Linked DNA regions of Mus musculus: region 2 is linked to region 1. A link is a contact called in public HiChIP or PLAC-seq data. All regions are on one chromosome and are shown on one strand. The core of a region is the stretch at or near the end of the contact, and the rest is flanking DNA. Distances in the headings are between cores, read along the strand shown. Region 1 holds the start of Bid (BH3 interacting domain death agonist). Region 2 overlaps Mical3 (microtubule associated monooxygenase, calponin and LIM domain containing 3).

Region 1 (6,042 bases), core at 2,383-4,882:
GAGGGGAGTGTGTGCTAGCCTAGGGGAGTTTTGGAAATACCCAACGTTTGAACTAGTCAAGACATCTCAAAATATAAAGGTTGCATGTATGTGTCTTTCATTCGCAAATCCAGAGAGCTCTGGCGGGTGGCTAGAAGTGTGATCACTTTCTGGGAACTCAGAGTGGATTAACAATTCACCATTACAAGTGCAGTTTTTGGTAGGGAAGGTCATGTTTGTAATGGTGCCGAGTCACCAAAGAAAGAGAAACAGCTCTTAGAGTTCTATGCCAGAGGGCAGAGGAGCATGCAACCCATCCTTCAGGGTTTGACAAGCAGAAGGCAGGCTGGTGGCACAGAAAAAAATCATAGTTCTGGACTAGTCTGGGCTACATAGTAACCTCTGTCTTAACCTTCTCCCCTTGCCCTAAAGCATCTATGATCTGTATTGGTGGGAGCGAGAGCTGGGTGGTGCTGAGGTTAGAAGGCTCCCTAGCTATGGGTATTTGTTAAAATGTGAACTCCTCCAAGAGATGTTATAAAGTGGAAATGTCTAGTCTCTTTGGAAAGTTAGTTATGACAAATGACATTTTGCTGGGGCACACAAGTGAAAGGATGTCTTCCTAAAGCAGACACAGGAAAGAATGTTTTCCGGAAGCAGACACAGGTAAAAGGATGTTTTGATATAGCAAACATGTAAAAGGACCCTTGACAAAGGAGTATAAATATGACCCCACAGACCACAGGAGATGAGCACTGAGCCTTGGTTTGGTTTGTTCTGCCTCGCTGTTCTTCGCTAACTACATACATGCATTGGTTTACCTTATATAGTGTTGTTAATCGCAACTTGTGGAAACACCACCATTGAGAGAAAGAGCAGTCCACCAAAGAACTGCTTGTGAGGTTCCTACAGCAGCTTGCTGCTTCTGCGGCCTCGCCTCAGGCTGCTTGGTGAGCCTAGCAGTTTCTTCGACTGGACTGTCCTTGCCAGTTTGTGTGTGGTGTCTGTCTGCTTAGAAGTCTGATCTGCAGCTGCTGAGTTCTATTTGGCGTTTGCTACGAGACTGAACTGCCCCCAAAGAACTATGGCACCGTCCACTTCCCCCATAGCCTAATTTTCTCTTCTCCCACCTCTGCTGGGTGGTGGGCTAGAGGAGACGTTGAACCTTTATTAAAAGTAGGTTGCAAAAAAGTTGAGCCTACAAGGTTATATATTCAGAACAATTTCTGGAATACGATTGGGTCTACGTGGTCCTAGAAATATTCAGGGGCAAAGAACACGCAGCTTGTGTGCGCCAGGTTCTGCTGGCTGGGTGGAGAGAGCGTGCCAGGTAGCACAGTGTGCCAGGCAGCACAGAGCCTTTGCCCTCTCCCACCCTAGCCCATCCCTATTCCTTGTGTCACAGGAAGTATGGAGCTAGGACCAGGGAGGTGATTGTTCTGTGATCTCTAATGTTTAGGTGAGAAATGCCCCTTCACACCAGACCTTTGTGTTCACACCAGGCCCCTGGGTTCACACCAGTTACACTTATTTTAATGAAGCTCTTTCTGTCTAAAATTTCTAGCTCCTCCCTTTAACACTTCCTAATTTAGAGATTATTTAGGCTGCACATTAAAACTGGAAGTTTCACTGATAGTTCAGTGGTAAGGTTGGACTCATTTAAAGTGAAAATTGGATTCCCAGCAACCACACGGTGGCCCACAGCCATCTGTAATGGGATCCGATGCCCTCTTCTGGTGTGGCTGAAGACAGCTACAATGTACTCATATACATAAATGAATAATTAAAGTGAAAATTGGTATGTTCCATCTTTATGAAGTTGTGAAATCAGTTTCCCTTTTTCATTTGCATTGATTGCCAAGCACCTCGGAGAGAATCCCAGTTAAAAATATTACGTGTTCAGGTCATGATCATGCACGCCTTTAATCCCAGAGGCAAAAGCAGGAGGAGCTCTGTGAGTTCTAGGCCAGCCTGGTTTGCATAGCTAGTTCCAGGCCAGTCAGGGCTACATAGTGAGAGCCTGTCTAAAAAAAAAAAAACAAGACAAAAACAAAACTTTTTTCTCATTATTTTCCACTTTGAAATCTAGATAATTCAGCTTGCATGTTTTAAATTTAAAAACTCTGTGTGTGTGTGTGTGTGTGTGTGTGTGTGTTGCCTGCATATATGTGCACCACATGTGTGCCTGGTCCTCATAGAGGCCAGAAGGGGGGTCAGTCCCTTGGAATTAGAATAACAGATGATTGTCAGCCACCATATGGGTGCTAAGTACTGAACCCAGATGGATGCTCTGTAAGAGTGAGAAGTGCTTTTAACCAGTGAGCCATCTCTCCAACCCTGCCCCCGCTGTTCATCACCAAGCTCTTCCACTATGTGATTTCAAGTGTAACTTTTTTTTTGGCGGGGGGTGGGGGGGTGGGGGAGTGGGGGGTGGGGTGGGGTTGGTTTTTCGACAGACAGGGTTTCTCTGTATAGCCCTGGCTGTCCTGGAACTCACTTTGTAGACCAGGCTGGCCTCGAACAGAGGCCTCCCAAGTGCCGGGATTAAAGGCGTGCGACACCACGCCCGGCTTCAAGTGTAACTTTTATTGATCGTAAAATTAGAGCCATCTTCCTTTAAGAAGAATTGGAAAATATAAAGAGGAAAAAGAAACCCTGGAGATGGCTCGGTTTGTAAAGTACTTCATATGCGTAAGAACTGGACTTTGGATCCCTAGCACCCATGTAAAAAATAGAGTGCTGTGTGTATCTACAATTCCATTGTTATTGGTGCACAGTGGAAGCTTCCTGGAGCTCACCTGGCAGTCAGCCTAGGGAAATCACGCGTGGAGCTGGGAAGCTGGTCCACTCCCCTCACCCCACACCATCTCAAAAGAAAAAAAAAAAAGGTGGAAAGGTGGAGAGTGATGAAGGAAAACACTGACCTCTGGCTTAAATACACACATACACACACAAACACACACCAACCATGTGATTTTTTTTTTTTTTTTTTTTTTTTTTTGTCTTCTCAGATCCAGTTTCTCTGCTCAGGAACAGCAATTTCCATGGTTCTATTTACTTCCTCATACTTCCAGAATTCACTTTCTTGTTTCTCTTTCACTTTTGTCACTGTCACGTGTCCTTTGGGGGTACTGGCTGGCACTTAAGTATATAGCATTGGGACTTCTCTGGACAGGGGAACTAGCTAGCAGTTTGAGATTATCTGCTAGCCTCCTGGTTCTTTCCACATTCATCCTTGCTGATTCATTCCATGACCGAGAACCCCGCAACCCCCATCCCTGCCTTCCCCACAAGAGTTTAAAAATTCTGCAAGCAGCTGCGCAGGAGAAACAATAGGGACCTCCCAGCATCTCTGATAGGGCCGATTCTGACAGGGTCACTAGTCTTGAGTGTGCCAACCCTGCTATGTAATACATCAAGACAATGCGGAGAGGTCGGGATCAAGTATGACACCCCATCCTCACGAGGGCAGGTCGCCCAGGCTTTGGGGACTCTGGGGAGCGCAGGTTCCGGGTGTACCTTCCTTCCTGTCCCCCGTAGCGAGCCGGTAGGACCCTTGGGTTTCCGCAAAGTGTGGCCAGTCGGAGGGCGGAGCATCCGGAGGGCGGGGCTATCACAGGGGCGGGGCTCCCGGGCGAGCACGAGGAAAGGTAGGTGGAGTAGAGCGCCGGGCCGAGTGTGGCTCCGCAAACCTTTGCCTTAGCCCGTTCGCCGCCCGGTACCGGCGCAGCGGCGTCTGCGTGGTGAGTATGCCCACCCTACTGGGCGCCCCCACAGTTCCCCTCTGGGAGGACGGGGTCGGCACGGAGCTCAGTTTCGTATGCTATCGATCCTTCGTGATGGCGGGGCTCTTGCGCCTTGATGGAGGCGGGGTGAGGGCGCCGGCCACAGGGTGCCACCGCGGAGCTGAGGGGAAGGCACTCACTCGAAGGCCTGGGGCGTGCGCCACTCGCGGTCCCCCTCAGCGCTCGGTCCTGGTCCGCTTCGGGCAGGCCTCCTGGTGGACCCGGGGTCCCCGCGGTCGCGCGCCACTCGGCAGGTGCGCGCAGAGCTGGAAAGGCGGGCCTGAGGTCTCGCTGCGCTCCGCTATGGCCACCCACAAAAATCAACAAGGAACGGCTACAGCCCACAAATGGGCCCTGCAAAAGCCCTGGAACCCCAACCCAGGGAACACAGACCTTGGAAGACTGCAGCGAGGGGCACCTTTCCTACACCCGTGGGCACTACTGTGTGCACAGCTCACACTCACGCCTGAACTGTGAGGAAGTGGCTGACCCCTCCGCATCTCCAGTACCCAAAATGGTTTGAAAATGTGCACAGACTGGTTGCTGATGTTTTTAAAAAGTTTGTTGAATGGTTGGCTGAATAACCCTATAGGATTCTAGAAGAAACCCACAGTCTTCAGCCACCAAGTGGCCTGGGCCCACAAGGATTCACACATTCGTTCATTCATTCTTTCGTACATTCATTTACATACTCAACAAATAAGTGTGGACCAGGGACGGATCAGGGTAGAACTTTGTGGGTGGTGAGAGGCTGGAATGAAGAGCTCTGTAAAGGACCAGGTGGTGTTGAGTATGGGACTTCTAGGCTGGGCTTGACCTTCATCTGATAAGCCACATAGTTCTGAGTCAAGAGCATCCTGAGGACCCAGGCAGGGCTCCCCTACTTTCCCAGGCTACTGCCTGGTGCCATGGCCAGGATTGCCCTTACTGGAAGACTACCTTGAAGCCGGGTCTAGGATAAGCTAGCTGTGGAATGGAGCTGGGAGAAACCACAAGAAGGATGTGGACTTTCCACATTCCAGCTCTACCCAACCAGGAGACTTTGCAGCCCTGCCCCATCCCCTGGGACTTGGTCCCAGGCACTACCCTGGCAGTCAGCTCTGAGTGTTTCCATGGGGGGGGGGGGAGCCTGATCCAGTGCTGGGGCTGAGTTCAGAGGCTTTAATACTTGAGTGGGCTGAGCTCTAAGAAGGACTCGGCTGGGTGGTGGTGGGGAAGCAGGGTGGCGATTGTGTGTGTCCTGGCCTCTACTGCCTCTCTTGCCCAGAGAGGGAATGGCAGGGAGGTTGGCTTATTACAGCTGGGTTAGCAGGCATTTCACCCACTGACGCAAGGTGCTATCTCCTGGCTACTGCGGGGTGGAGTTGGGTACAGGCTTTGGTGATGGCAAGTGAAGAGAAGCCGGCTGGATGTGGCATGCTCTATAAAGAGATTTAAGTAGCCCCAAGGTGGCCAGGTTACTGGAGCTCTGAAGGATGAGTTGAGGGTGTACCTGAAAAGTGGGCTGTTAGGGCAGTTACTGGCGAGGCTGGGGGAGGGGAAGTGATGCTCACAGCTTGAGGTTACCTGGTTCCTCTTATTTGCAAGAAAGAATAGCCTACGGGGGGGGGGGGCACAGTGCTGGGTGCCTGGCCTCCGGAAGGAAGGCCTGATGACACAGCCTTTTAGACCTTCCGAAGGGCACTGCATGCTTTTCCAGCTGCCCTTTTGCTCTCTAGTGGGAAGCTGAGGGTTGGGGACCCACATCTAGGCTGTGTTCAAGACCAAAGAGCCATTCCTCATCAGGGAGACAGTGAATCTGATGGTTCCAAGGATGAGAGTTGGAAACTGCCCGTCCATAAGAAGCCCCCACTGTGGGTCTGTGGTCACTGGACATTTTGTCTGTGGTTGTATCTCTGGCCACCATTTGCTGGGCCGTGGCTGTGGAGGGCAGCTGGTGTTTCTGTTTCTTTCTGGGCACGCTGCCTGGCTGGCCAGTCTCAGAGGCCACATGTATTTTTCCTCATAGTCTGAAGGAGACAGATAAACTGAAGCTTCAGGTTGGAGGGCAGTGATGGGCAAGTGCTATACAGAGCCTTCTGGGTCTGATAAGCCCACAGAGAGCTTTGTTTTCCTTCTCAAATTTCTTTTTTTAAAAGGCAGAATGTCGCCCAGACTTGTCTCCAACTCCTGCTCAACAATACCTCCTTGCTGGGCCGTGGTGGGACACCTTTAATCCAAGAACTCAGGAGACAGAGGCCAGTGGATCTCTGAGTTCCAGCCAGGGCTGTACAGAGAA
Region 2 (6,042 bases), core at 1,061-3,560, 100 kb before region 1:
CCCCCTTTCCCCTCTCCCCGTTGCTGCACTTGCATTTGGTCTGGGGACAAAGGCCATGTCTTTTCTTTATTAATGTAACTTCCTAAGAGATAACTTAGCCTGCCCACCTCGTCACGGTTTATAGATGTGTGTCTGTCCTCCACAGGTACTTTTCCGTGTCTTCTATCTTAATGTATTTTATTTTGCTTTGTCTCCATGTCCTGCCCCCACTCCCACGTGGCCTGTGTGTGTCATAGCCAACACAAGAGCGTGGGGTCAGCCAGCCGTCCTGCTACCTGCCAAAGCAGGGTCGCCCTGCTCCCATCCCCCAGTGGAAACAGGTAAAGGAATTGCTGGGGTCTAGAACGGGCTGCCACTGGCCTTTCACCTCATCCCTGCTCCTGGCCCACCTTGAAAGCCTAGCTCACCAGGGCAGGAAGACACTGGACTGTGAGTGGTGACTTTGGGAAACATTTGGCAGACGGTGTTGGTCTGATTCTGTGGCTGTATTAACTCCCTGGGATTTGAGGAGCGTCCAGGAAGGCTGTTGACTTGGTATTGAAGGCAGCTGGAATGATGTGGGGACTTGTCAGGGTATGGCCTTGAGCCCTTGGGTCAAGGTCTTTGCTGCTGTAGCATTGCTCCCAAATTGGCTTTTTAGTAGCCCATCTCCGGGTGACCTTTGTCCTTTGTGAGAACTGGAGAAGCAAGGTGTTTGGTTTGAGGCAGGAAATATGGAACTAGCCTTGAGTTAGGCGTTTGTTTTTTTCAGACCTATACAAAATGTTCAAGGGTGGTTCCCCACCCACCTTAGGATTCTGTCCTCATGTTTTGGTGAGGTACTTGGGAGCTGTGACGGTGGCTCAGTGGCAGAGCATTAATGAGACCCTGGGTTCCATCCTTTGTACCACCCCAAAACAAATAAAACACCCCTTCTCAGGAACTCCTGGAGCCCACTCATGGGCAGAAGGGAAGACTAGTCGGTCTGAGGGAAGTGTCGGCCGTTTGTTCCCCAGCGTCACAGTTGAACAGTTTGTCGCTGGGGTTGGGAGCCATGCTGGATGAGTTTTCAAGTAACAGGTGTCACATCACTCACGTGGGCGCTGAGGTGATGTGAGCTGGGTTCTGTTAGCCTCTCCCTGGGCCAGCCTCACCAGCTCTACTGCTAGGAAGCGCTGAGTGGGGTGTTACTGAAATTGCATTTGGAAGAAAATGCTTCTTTCTAACTTCATAATCCTCCACGTGGAAGACAGGGCCCAGGGAGGGAGAAGGAAAATGCCGGAGCGGTGCGCACACTCACAACAGAAGGTAATCTTCCTGCCTCAGTAGGAACCGCTTCATAGAGGGAGGCCTTCTGAAGGATGTCATCAAGAGTTCGTGTTTTAAATTCTTTTGTCCTTTGCTTGAAGCCGTGATGGAAGGGAATAGGTGAATCCTAACCCAGAGTTTGGAATTGTAAAGTCTTACCCTTCCTGGAAAAGGCTGAGGTTTTAGAACAAAAGAACAGAAGAGGAAGGTCTGGTGTCACCTGGGACATGGGTGGCTCTGTGTGCAGTCTGGGCTGGTGCAGCTATGTTGGTTGTGCCGGGAAGGAGGGGACAGCGTATGTGGCTCAGAGTCTGCTGGCTGGGTCTTGGCCTCTGTCCTGGTGAGGACAGACCTGGCAGCTTGGAAGGTCACCAGGCACCTGGTTCTATGCCGGCTTCTCATGGAGCCCAGTAGCCAGCAGCATTGTGACAGGTCCCATGTAGGGACTGCTTTTGGTTGTTGTTGCTGTCTCTTGGACTTGTCATCCGGCCCCTTACTGTCACCATCAGGTTAGTTAGAAGAAAGCCTTGGGCAGATGAGAAGAGCCTTGGTGACCATGAACAGTGAAACCACTTTAGATCATCAGGCCTTTAGGCTACACTGAATCATGAATTACACAGTGCCCACAGTAGTGACGGTGACACACTGTACCTCACACTCTGTCCCTTCGAATACACACATTCATCATTTGCAACTCTGACAAATGGGCTTGGCCCTCTAATTGTGGCTATCTCCTGAAAGCTAGAGATGTGTCCAGAGAATTGGGGACTCCGAGCAAGGGGTGCCTGGGCCACTGCTGGCTGGCCACTCATCTCCAACAGGCTGGACAGCACTGTGACTCACTGTGTGTCTCTTGAAGTGGTTCTCCTCTAAGGCAGGAGGTGTGGCAGGCGTGGCATTCCTTGGCAGAGTTGGCCCGAGAACCTGTTCCAACTTAGGTCATCGTGTGGAAGGGAGAAAATGGGCAACAGCTCTGCTTGCCAGTGGCTGCGTGCCGCGCTTTCCAGCATAAACACTGCAGCTCGTCCTTTGCCCTCCCTTTCCTTTTGATCTCAGGAGTACATCCTGCAGACAGACGGCCCATGGGCCAGCCTAGCTTTGGGAGCAGATTGTCGTGTGAGGTGGGAACACAGAGTGGAGATGTTTTTCTGATCTTACAGCTGCCACACCTCCCCACCCCGCCCTCCTCCCAGTACAGCAGTCTGTACAGGAAGCTGAGAATCTCCTGGAAAGTACCAGAGAGGCCCGGGGTAGTGTGTGCTTGTTTCTCAAATGGCTGAGAAGCCTCTCTGAGAACCGTGGACCGACCCACGAAGAAGGGCGTATGTGGTACAGGCAGGATGAGGATGAGCTGGCAATTAATCTGTAGAGCCTCTTGGCTGGCATTTCTTTGTAGTTTTTGGAACTGTTAGATGTGAGTGAAGGGCTTAAGGCATTGATGGAGCGTGGCCACAGGAGGCTTTAGTGGGAATGTGCTTTGCTGCAGTGTGACCTGGTGTGCATATGTCATATGAGATCCCATAGGGGTCATCTACCTTTTCCATCTGCTTACGATCAGGCCCATTTTGGGGTGCCCCTCTTTCCTGATAAAACCCTTGACCCTTGACATTACAGAGCATTACACCAAGGTTTCCCCAGTTCTTCGGTTACCTAGGCCACCTTTGTTTGAGGCTCTGGTCCAAGATGAAAAACAAGAGACTTGATAAATCACCCTGAACACAGAGTTAGGTGCTATGGAGGGTGGTCAAGGAAGGGGCCTCTTGGGATGCTTTGCACATATGTAAATGTTCCTCATCTCTGCCAGGAACAGTCTCCACCCAGGCCCTGTTTCAATCATGTTCTTTCTGTTTGTGTCTGTTGGTGTAAAAGCGACGGGAAAAGGAGCGCTCTCGGACCTGCCCCAAAAAAGTGATCACTCTCTCTCCTACCCCTACTCCACCTTCCTGCCGGGCGTGCAGTGGCCAGCAGGTGACCCTCTGCATGTTCTATGTCCTGTCTGTCCTACCACCTACACTATGAATGTAGGGATCAGCTCAGTAGCCACTCTTTTCAGGGATAAGTTTTTAAAAGATGACTTGTAGCAAAAAAAAAAAAAAAAAAGAAAAAGAAAAGGAAAAAAAAAACAACCTTCGTTGTTACAAGCGAACAGTTCCTATCGGGACCCCAGATGAGAGCCCTGTGTATTCAAATCCTGCATGTTCTGTTCTAGCCCCTATCATGGGAGGACAGCCGTACACCAAAGCATAAACTATATTCATCTCAGATCCAACATCCGTAAGGTCCAAGAGGCACACATTTTTGTAGGACCTCACTTAGAGTAGCCCTGTTTCTTTTGCTGCCTGATGTACTATAGTTAAGATGTGCACAAGAGACAAGAGAGCTTCGTGTGGCCTCCCTGCATGGGGTTGGCTCCTCCTGATACTGACAGCCTGCTCTCTGGCTTATACAGTTTCTTCTAACCAACCCAGCCACCCATTCACGCTCCAAGCAGATGGTTAAAGCATTTGAAAGCCACCAGATACTTGTGGCTGTTGACCGCACAATCTCACATTCAGGGTGGACACACCTATACCGTATGCACACAGAATGGCTTGCTGACCTTTGAGCTGAAACCCTATAAAATAAATTTTAAAAAGCCACTTCTGAGGGCAGGATCTGTGACAGGATATTTTCATAACGAAGGTAGCCTACCTCAAAAGTAACCACTAACGACGCATCTGGTTTTCCAGGCCTTCCTCCTCCCGCCCCTGGGCCTAAGAACTGAGCCGTGCTAGCCTCTGTGACTGCCCAGTGCCTCCTCTTAATAAGGGCTCACAGCCGGGCGTGGCGCACAGCTTTAATCCCAGCACTCGGGAGGCAGAGGCAGGCGGATTTCTGAGTTCGAGGCCAGCCTGGTCTACAGAGTGAGTTCCAGGACAGTCAGGGTTACACAGAGAAACCCTGTCTCAAAAACAAACAAACAAACAAACAAACAAACAAAAAGGGCTCACAGTTTGAGCATTTGTTCTGCTCCTCAGTCACTCAGTCAGTCCCCACAGTAACTGTGGGGCAGGTCCCACCACCATCTCCAATTTGCACTCTGAGGTGTAGGGTGGAGAGGCCAAGGAGTTATGCAAGAGGACAGGTGAGCAATGTCCTGGAACCGAGCGGGAGCCAGAGGCTGGTGCTGGGCTCATGCTGCCTGTGGCAGTGTGGCATCGGCACTGGATGAGGTCAGACCCCAGACACTAGCATCCACTTCCCAAGGATGGACATCTCAAGTTACCTTGAGTGGACAGTGTGGTCCTCCTGTCCCCACAGTTGCCACCTCAGCTCACTGAGGCAGCCTTGTGCCTGTCCTAAGATTTCCCATGATCCTCTGCATTAACTGAGAGTGCCACCAGGCTCCACATACCTCTCCCCTCAGTAACCCGAGCCCCGCTCCCCTGTTCCTATTCAAGGCCTGCTCCCCACTCCAGAGTCTCCTCTGCGCTCTGTAAAGGTCCTTTGCTCATCCGGTGTCCTCTCCCCACCTTTCTTGCTGTGGAAAGCTTCCCTGCCAACCCTCCTCCCCTGAGCCTTTCACTGCACGCCTCCAATCTTATACCACTGTGCGAAACACACATCGTTCCACCTTTGTACTAACCACAGTGCTTGGCCTGTGTAGGGAGCCTCATTAGAGGCAGGTGGGCAGAAAATTGTCGCAGATCATGGAATTTGGTACCGGTGGGATTGTGGACAGCTGGTTAGGGAAGTCTCAGGCTGGGGGATATATATAAATGTGAACCCTGAATTCTTGCCTAAATCTCCCACTGTTACCGAGCTGGTCGGGATGGAGCTTAAGTTTTTATCTTGTTGCCAACAGATGTACAGGACTCTTCATGCTGACAGCCGTGGCAAGCAGGATCCCCACCTCAAGAGGGTAAAAGCATGAGCCTGTGGCACGGGGTGCTGAGAGCCCACCTTTGGGGCACGCTGTGTGGTGGGGCAGAGGGAAGGGAGCGTGGAGAAGAGCCCCTTCTCCTAGCTTTCTGCACACTTGTCACCCAGCCAAGAGCCAGAACTCTTTGCTAACAGCGTTGTCCCGCACGGTAGCATTCACGGCAGAGTGTCCATCTGCAAAGCATTCAGACTGGATGCTAACCCTGGTGCTTTCATTGTTGCAGTGGGCCGTAGAGACTTCCCATTTGTGTTCCTCTATCCCATGCCAAGACCTTATCACCTCTTCCCCTAGGGTAGCCAAAGGGCATTGGTCATCGGGGAGGAGTGGAAGAGCGGAGCCTCGGGACAGACAGGCAGTGGATGTGTCAGCCTCAGCTCCTGAAATAAAAGTACTAAGAAGAACTGAGGCTCTCGGGGGAAGAAGTCAGATAGGAAGATCAGGAAACGCAGCCCGAGGCAGGATGGGTACATAATGAAAAGCTATAGCTGATCTTTTCTAAAAAAAAAAACACAGGGATGTCTAAAATGAACTATCGTTCCATTTTTTTTTTCATTCAATGAATGTGGTGATGAAGCCCCTAGCCTACTTATTTTGTGAGGCTTTTTGCATTGTTCCCGTCCTTCCGGATCTGCACTGAGCTGATGTCTCGCAAGTTCTGGTGATTTCACAGCCGCCTCCCTCCTGCCTTTGCTCTCTGAGACCCGCACTGAGGACCAGGCAGCAAGCGGGGACACATCTCGAGACCACCAGGAAATAGGCAGCAGCACCATCTTCCCTTCCCTTGAAGGAAACTACCAGCAGGACGGGTTTAAGAGGGGAGGCTGGCCTCTGCC

The links. HiChIP or PLAC-seq counts read pairs in DNA pulled down with a chosen protein or histone mark.
Region 2: a contact with region 1 is called in an HNF4G HiChIP or PLAC-seq map of pancreatic cancer cells. The contact joins the enhancer-like site here to the promoter of Bid in region 1. A contact is called at or near these places in 5 of 39 promoter capture datasets (the 3T3-L1 cell line, hippocampal neurons, liver and 2 more), 2 of 484 Hi-C or Micro-C datasets (the HL-1 cell line and liver), 4 of 115 datasets of contacts at active chromatin or transcription factors (double positive thymocytes, embryonic stem cells, microglia and 1 more) and 3 of 9 other capture datasets (adipose tissue, liver and pancreatic islet).

What each region holds. Positions count from the first base shown.
Region 1 is chr6:120,914,414-120,920,455 of GRCm38.p6, reverse strand. It overlaps Bid (BH3 interacting domain death agonist), which reads left to right and starts at 3,632. Exons shown (of 6, transcript NM_007544.4): 1 at 3,632-3,722.
Region 2 is chr6:121,013,974-121,020,015 of GRCm38.p6, reverse strand. The region is part of intron 16 of Mical3 (microtubule associated monooxygenase, calponin and LIM domain containing 3); the gene reads left to right. Among named protein-coding and RNA genes, the nearest start is that of Gm4651, 47 kb to the left of the region's middle. Within about 2 kb of position 2,310, at least 81 of the 459 cell types and tissues checked have an H3K27ac peak or open chromatin away from gene starts, as enhancers often do. A contact at or near this core is called in the HL-1 cell line, adipose tissue, liver and 1 more, where this site is marked.